Linked DNA regions of Mus musculus: region 2 is linked to region 1. The links are chromatin contacts, called in public Hi-C maps. All regions are on one chromosome and are shown on one strand. The core of a region is the stretch at or near the end of the contact, and the rest is flanking DNA. Distances in the headings are between cores, read along the strand shown. Region 1 holds the start of Cnksr2 (connector enhancer of kinase suppressor of Ras 2). Region 2 has its middle 450 kb from the start of Rps6ka3.

Region 1 (3,733 bases), core at 144-2,643:
AAAAACATCAGTGTGTTATCTACTCCTGTTTTGCCTTCTCCTGTGTTGGGGGAGAACTTGCCAAGCCATGCCAACTGAAGAAAGTGGTGTTCTGTATCTTATAAACTTGAGTTAGACAAAATGGGTACCGAAGGAACTGACATGATTTATTGACATTATTGAAATGATTATAGAAATAAAAGAAGTTGCTTGTTTACTCAATGTGACTGTTTAAGAATTATACCGAGGGGGGAAAAAAAACAAACCAGCTATAATGGTGGTAGAGCTTGCTACTAGACGCTCTAGAATTGTCATTGAAAGTGAAGCCTCATTTAGGCAAAATGTGTATTTCTAAACGTTGCATAGAAGCATGCATAGGTTTTTTGAAGCAAACAATATGTGAAACATTATGTTTGCAATTTGTCACTAACTTTAAGTCCTGTTATTACTCTTCCGTTCTTATATAAGAACGACTGAACACAAAATGACATCATGTAAAATAGATGTCGGGGACCTTGTGTTGAAGGAGGTGGCCGACAACTGAAGCAGAGCCTGGGAAGAGGCACGTGTGGGTTCTGGAGGCTGGAGCCTCTTGCAGTTGACATCTCTGACTTCCCGGGTTCCTTTTATCACCCAGGGTAGATCCGACAGCACGAGCCATCTAGTCTCCTATGGGCGTCTCTGGCTAGATCCTGACTCCCATCTGCGGAAGCCCACATCCCGTGTTCTCCGCAGGGTCCGGAGGAGTCACCTCGGGAGCCAACTCAGCAGCCGCGAGGGCGACAGAGAGAACAGTCAGGACTCCCATTGTCACCCCAGCAGTTCTGCGGCGTCCCCTCCCCCCTGGTGGCGAGGAGAGCTTGGGACAGGGGTGCTATAGTACCCTCCTCCGCCACCCCGGGTTGTCCGTTCAACTGGTGGGGCGACCCGTCTCGCTGACTCTCCTGGAAGGCCACTGGGAGCCACTCTCCTGCCGCCGCCGCACCTGACTGCCTAACTGACCCCGGGGCTGGGCGAGCCTCCAGCTGCAGCGGCTGGCTCCGGGGCTCCAGGCGCTGCCGCACACGCCCTCCCGGCGCGGCTCCGGCCGAGTGCGACCCCCGGGGCGGGAAGGCGGGAGCGCGAGCAGCCCACACCTGGCCCGCGAGTCTGCTAGAAGTCGGGCGGCGGCCACGCGCGCTGGCCCACGCACGCGCACAGGGCTCGCGCGCACCGGCTGCCGGCCCTGGGGGCGGGACCGCGCGGCGGCGAGCGGGGCGGGGGGCTCGTGGAGCGCGCGCCCCGCACCCGAGGGCTGCGGAGAGATATTTTGGGTGGCAGGAGGCCCCTCGTCATTTCCGCCGGGCGGCTCGTCGTGCCGGGGGCTCCACTCCCGCGCGCCAGGCGAGCGAGCGGGCAAGTTGGCTGCGACCGTGCGCCGGCGCCTCTTCCTTTCCCCGCCGCGACCTCGGCGGCTCGAGCCATGCACTGAAGCCCCTCGGGACGCTCACCCCGGGCTGAGCCGCGGACGCCGCAGCTGCGGCTGCCGCCTGGGCTGGGACCTAGCCGACCCCGGCGTCTTACCCCGGCCAGCTGGCCGGCCGTCGCCGCTCCCACCGCAGCCACCTCCGACGCTCCAGCCTTGGGACCGAAACACAAAAGCCACCCTCTCCGCGCCGCCCACCGCGGGAGGCTGCGGCCGGCCACCGACCCCACCTGAGGGCGCAGCGGGCTGCGGACTTGGCTTTCTGTCCGAGCTCCGCGTCCCACGCGGCACCGACCCCGCCGCCCATGGCTCTGATAATGGAACCGGTGAGCAAATGGTCTCCGAGTCAAGTAGTGGACTGGATGAAAGGTAATGCCCTCTGTGGGGAGAGCGAGGCGACACTGGGGCGCAGGGTCCCGGTACGAGGGAGGGGTGCCCGCTAGGGCATAACACGTCCTGGGAGCTTCCAACCAACTGCTGAGGGTCCTCCCTGGGGATGGACAGGGGTCCTCTGGCTCTGGCAGGGGCCCGGGGACCCTAGACTTCTTTTGTCTTCAGCTGGAGGGGCGCGGGGAGCAAGAGGGCGGCGGGCGCCACCTGGTTGAAGCTGGAAGCAGGGCGGTGGAATCCCCGCGCAGCTTCCCCGCTTCCCGCTTCCCTCGACGCCTTCGGGTTGAGAGGACGCGGCGACCCTGTTTCCAGGCTAAGGGAGGAGCCCGTGGGACCTATTCTCGTGGCTGCCCCTTCACCAGCCCCTTTGTTCCTGGAAACCCGAGGCCCCTTCTAGGTCTCGCCCTGCCAAGTGCCTTCCCCAGCGCCAACTCTCCTGGCAACTTTTAAGCCCGCATAATGGGGTCAGGATGCAGTCGCTCCAGTTGGAAGGTGGGAACCCCCTCCTCCATGCTGGGCTGAGGATGATCGGGAAGGGAGCGAGCTACTTTAGGGTAACATGCTTCCCTTAGGGCAGCATCCAAGCTAATATATGTGGGATCCCTCCTGTGCACCCCAGCATGTCCTTTGCTTTCCTAGGTTGAGGTCTGCGGTGGCTTTAAACCTCTCGCGGCTTCTTGTTAAGGGTCCAACATTGGGTTTAAAGTGATGCGCATTCAAGTATTCTCCTTTCTTCCATATTGAAGGCTCCCCCACACACACACCCGACAATTTCTAATGACCAGTTTCAAACCTTAGCCCTCCTCCTAGACGCAAATGTGGGCTTTTTCTCTAGTCTCCTGGCTTTCCTGTCTCACTATCTCCCTCTGTTGTCTGAGTTGAGGGGCTTGTTGGGGACCTCTCCAGTCATCCCCAGACTGAACTCTGCAAAGGGGATGCTTACATTGAAATAAAAGATTCTTGGACATGCTTGGAAAATATGAGAGTTTTGCTTGAGGTCGTACCCGAGCAGGCAAACTTAAGATATTCTTCAAGCCTTATCTGTGAAAATGCCCCTTTCAAAGAGGAAGGAGCCCCTTTCCTAAGGCTTGCTTAGCAGTCAGACTTTCTAAGCTCTATATACTCAAAGATGGAAGGGATTGAAGGTAGTAGGGAGAAATAAATTCTCCCCGAATCTTTCCCCCACCATTTCGGACATTTGCCTATTCTTCTAGGGTTTCTCTTTATGTGTTTTGCTTCCTTTTCTCCCTGATTTGCCCTGTTACTTCTCACTTACTTTGATTTTCTCATCTCATATGTAAGAAAAATGCTTTGTAACTGCGAAGCACACTGTAAGTGCAAGTGAATTGAATTAAACCTAATTCATTATTTATCCACTGCCCCTTGTGTGCAGTGCATTGGTTGCCATGGGGGTTATAAAGATGACTAAGACAAAGTCTAACAGTGCCTCATCTTTTCTGCTGCTTGTTCTCTTTCCATATTTGCTATTAAAATTCCAGCTTCCTGGATTCACACACACGCGCACACACACACACACACACACACACACACACACACACACGCCTCAGGAAAATTCTGTCTTTTCAGTTTCTTAGTCATGGATGACAGAGTAGTCACAGGAAGTAAGAATGTTGAATTAAAACGCTTTCTTTGAATTTCTCTGAAAGGTGAGTTTAGTTTGGGTCTGTTGCTGCAACAACATTCAGACTTATGGTGTCTTGGCTTCATGGGATTGCCTTCTAGAAATTCCCATGATGCCTGTAATGAGCACTGCATACTCCATCTTCTTTACCTCGTACCCAGTTACATGCTTGCGGCTTCCTTTCTCTCCACTGTTTTAGGTTCCCTGAAGCAAGCACAGCATATGATGTCCTTTAAAAATCTCTCCAGTGCAAAATG
Region 2 (3,809 bases), core at 549-3,048, 770 kb before region 1:
CAGCTTGATTTATCCATATTCACTGGCAAAAGTATGTGGCATCTTTGGCAATAGGACTTTACCATCAGAATATGTAGGGTAACCAATAAGATTAGTAATAACCTGTAATGTTTAGGAGTGTCTATAGAAACCCTTTAGGCAACAACTCAAGAAGATGTATCCTATTCCAGGTACTAGAGGATTTATTTGGTAGCATATGATGTTTGATTGGGGATATTTTTCTCTATTATATGATAACTCAATTTAAAATTCTGTTATATAGGCTTATACTGTAGAAAACTTTGCCAGTAGTGGGTTTTGTTTGATATGGCTGTCCCTTTATCATTATAACACTGCATTCTATTGCCCATTCCTTGGGAAATGCTTCTCCTCTCAGCCTACCCCAGCCGCCCCTCACTAGCTAACTAATGTCTATGAATAGTCTACTTATACCATGCACAGACGACCTCACTTAAAATGGGGCACAGAAACAGAGAGTTCTCAAACGATGAAACACAAAATGAGTGAGAAATGCTCAACATCCTTAAGTGTCAGGGAAATGCAAATCAAAACTACTTTGAGATTTCATCTTACACCAGTCACAATGGCCAAGATTACTAAAACAAGTGACAGCTCATGTTGGCAAAGAGGTGGGGTAAGAGGAGCACTCATTCATTGCTGGTGGGAGTGCAAAATTGGACAGCCACTATGGAAATCAATATGACATTTCCTCAGGAAGCTGGGACTCTATTGACCATGAATCCAACTATGCTACTCTTAAGTATATACCCAAAGGACTTTGCTCACCTCTACAGATCCTTGTTCATCAGTGTTCATTGCTGCTCTTTTGGAAACAGCCTTGATGTCCATCAAGTAATGAATGGATAATAAAGATGTAGTACATTTACAAAATGGAATATTATTTACCTGTTAATAAAAAATGACATTATGAAATATATAGGTAAATTAGATTGAGGTAGAAACAATTATGCTGAGTGAAAGAACCCAGATTCAGAAAGACAAACTGCATGTTTTTTCTAGCTATATAGAAAGACTCCATGTTCCTACTACTGAGTTCCTGATCTCTTGGAAAGAATGGACTATATCCTCACTAATCTGTCTTTTGTAGGTTTAGTACTTGTATGCTTTTTGTTTGGGCTTTTCCAAATACAAGTTGTTTTACTATTTACTTCTGATTATAAGGCACAGTGCTTATTGATGTAAAACTCCCAACAACATGGAATATTGTAACAAAGGAAAGCACAACCCTATCTTCTGTCACTTAGGGATTAAGATGACTTACAGCTTTCCGTGCCCTTTTCTGCCCACAGATGCAATTTTATCCAATAGATTTGCATGCTTTTAATGAAAAATCCTGTTGTTATTTCAGCAAGTACAGATATTTAAATAGAAATTTATTTCCATTGCGTTGAACAGAGCATAAACATACAACGAGGACTGTTTATAATTCACATAGTTTCTTTTATTCCCCCTCCAATTTCTGTGTGTTTTTTTTTTTTAAATTTTCTTTAACCAGGGTCCCCAGCAGTCTGGGAGGGGCAGCCTTGGCTGTCATGGTTGCCAGGGGGAGGAAGAGAGGGAAGGAGGTGCAGGTGGTCAGGCAGTGGGAGGCAAGCTCCATGCTGTCACTTCTAGGAGAATTGGCCTTCTCTATTCCTGCCAGGTGGGAGTTAAAGTGACGTCAATTTCTCATTTTATATAGTCACCTTATTTTTTCCTACTTCCTCCATCCCTCTGCCTACTGCCCATACAGCAGAAGGGAGGTATCTGCAGAGAGGTATGTGTGTGGTTATCAGGTTCCTCGGGCGATTCTGAGTTAGAGGGTGAACAGCTATTCTCTGAGCCCTGCTGCTCTGATCATTGCAGACAGGTGCATCTCATGGCTGACTAGGAATCGCCTGGGGAGATGGTTAATAATACAAACTCCCGTACCTTAGTCCTGGAGATTCTGATTCTGTAGGCCTGGGATGCAGCCCAAGACTTTATTTTTAAGAGCCCTAAATGCTCCTGATGAGCAGTGTGGTTAGCCCATTCTTTCCTCTCTGGCTGGTCCGAGGTGTGATGTGTGGACCACCTTCATTGTCATCACCAGGAGGCTTATAAGGATTGCGGGTGGCATCTGCTATACCAGTGCTTGTAGTTTAATAAACCACCCAGATAATTCTTAGTGCACATTAAAGTTTGAGGAGAGCTATGATGGCCTAGTGACATAAAAATGGATGAATTTTTCTTTGTGGGGTTTAGGTAAAAACAGCATACCTTAATGAACTTTTTACCAAATTATTTGTAGGTGAAATTTCATAAGAACAGACTCAGGGCTTACATATGATTTTCCTAAAAGAGAAATGGCGAACAGTATAGTATCATTCCATTTTAGAGGAAACTGCCATCATTTTACATGCTGGCTTACCCTTGATGTTATGCATGCTTCATGAAAGAAACAAAGACATTTGCATATTTTAGATTAAAGGTTAAAATCGGACCATAGTTTTTCTGTTCCAAATGATTTGACATCTCAGCTCTTAGATTAAAAAAGCTTTTTGTAAAAAAAAAAAAAAAAAATTCAAGTGGTCTTAGGTAATGTTTTTGCCAATGTGTGCACTGCTGATGTCCAGCCAATAACAAGTGTATTTCAGGAGAATAAAAACAGCAATTCAGTGTTCATTTTAATCAGTGAACTTATGCCCCACACCAGTTCCTGTGGAGCCATCATTCAGGCAAACCTTTGGCCTTCTTTGTTGTTTGTGAAAGCTTCGTAACTAGAATTGTGACTCATCTAGATGTGTCCCAGAAAAAAAATCATCCTTATGCTTCAGCATGCTTAACATTTAAGTTATTATTTAATAAAGTCACTGTAAAGACATATTTTCTTTTCTCCCACTTAGAGGGGTCATGACAGTACTTTTCTATTTATTTGGTTTAGATGCAGGGTAAAATCCAAGAAAAGGTCCTTATGATTAGCTGGCGTTCAGGGCTCCATGTGTCCCAGTTTTGTGATTTTTCTCTTTCAGAGACTTCTTTCTTCAGTTCTTACAGCCCATATAACTCCTCTGTGTCCTCTTGCTCAGCCCAAAACTCACCTGTGGATGGTTTCCTAGCATCTCATATGCTTAATATACTTTTGTATTCTTTTGGGATTACTTTGGACTTCCCCAAGCTGGAACCTGGGTTAGAACGTTTGGCTGAACCCAACAGGGTGTTTGTCATTCTTCTGGTAGGTGTTAGCATAGTAGCTTTGTAAGGAATTAGGTTCCTTCAGTTTCTGGCATGCCATAGATCTTGTCCTCGGGTTTGAAATAAGACTCTTGTGCCTTCACATATTGTGTTCATCTTCCACGAAGGAAGACTATGAGGGGACACAACATTGCTTTTTTGTTTGTTTTTTTTTCCCTTTCTTTTCTTATTTTTTTTAATTAGATATTTTCTTCATTTACATTTCAGCAATGGCTTGTGCTATAAGATCAAGAATCGACAAATGGGACCTCATAAAATTGCAAAGCTTCTGTAGGGCAAAAGATACTGTCAATAAGAAAAAAAAAGGCCACCAACAGATTGGGAAAGCATTTTTACCAATCCTAAATCTGATAGGGGACTAATATCTAATATATACAAAGAGCTCAAGAAGCTGGACTCCAGAAATCCAAATAACCCCATTAAAAATGGGGTACAGAGCTAAACAAAGAATTCTCATGCCAGGCGGTGGTGGTGCACGCCTTTAATCCCAGCACTTGGGAGGCAGAGGCAGGTGGATTTCTGAGTTCAAGGCCAGCCTGGTCTACAAAGTGAGTGCCAGGACAGCCAGGGCTACA

What was found. A called contact is a pair of places that touch in the nucleus more often than the background predicts.
Region 2: a Hi-C map of cerebellum shows a contact between it and region 1, with 3 times the contacts expected there. The contact joins the enhancer-like site here to the promoter of Cnksr2 in region 1. A contact is called at or near these places in 3 of 39 promoter capture datasets (cranial neural crest, hippocampal neurons and liver) and 4 of 484 Hi-C or Micro-C datasets (cerebellar granule neurons and cerebellum).

Annotation. Positions count from the first base shown.
Region 1 is chrX:158,040,857-158,044,589 of GRCm38.p6, reverse strand. It overlaps Cnksr2 (connector enhancer of kinase suppressor of Ras 2), which reads left to right and starts at 1,393. Exons shown (of 22, transcript NM_177751.3): 1 at 1,393-1,813. The coding sequence starts at 1,750.
Region 2 is chrX:158,806,815-158,810,623 of GRCm38.p6, reverse strand. No RefSeq gene overlaps it. Among named protein-coding and RNA genes, the nearest start is that of Rps6ka3, 450 kb to the left of the region's middle. Within about 2 kb of position 1,798, at least 1 of the 459 cell types and tissues checked has an H3K27ac peak or open chromatin away from gene starts, as enhancers often do. A contact at or near this core is called in cerebellum, where this site is marked.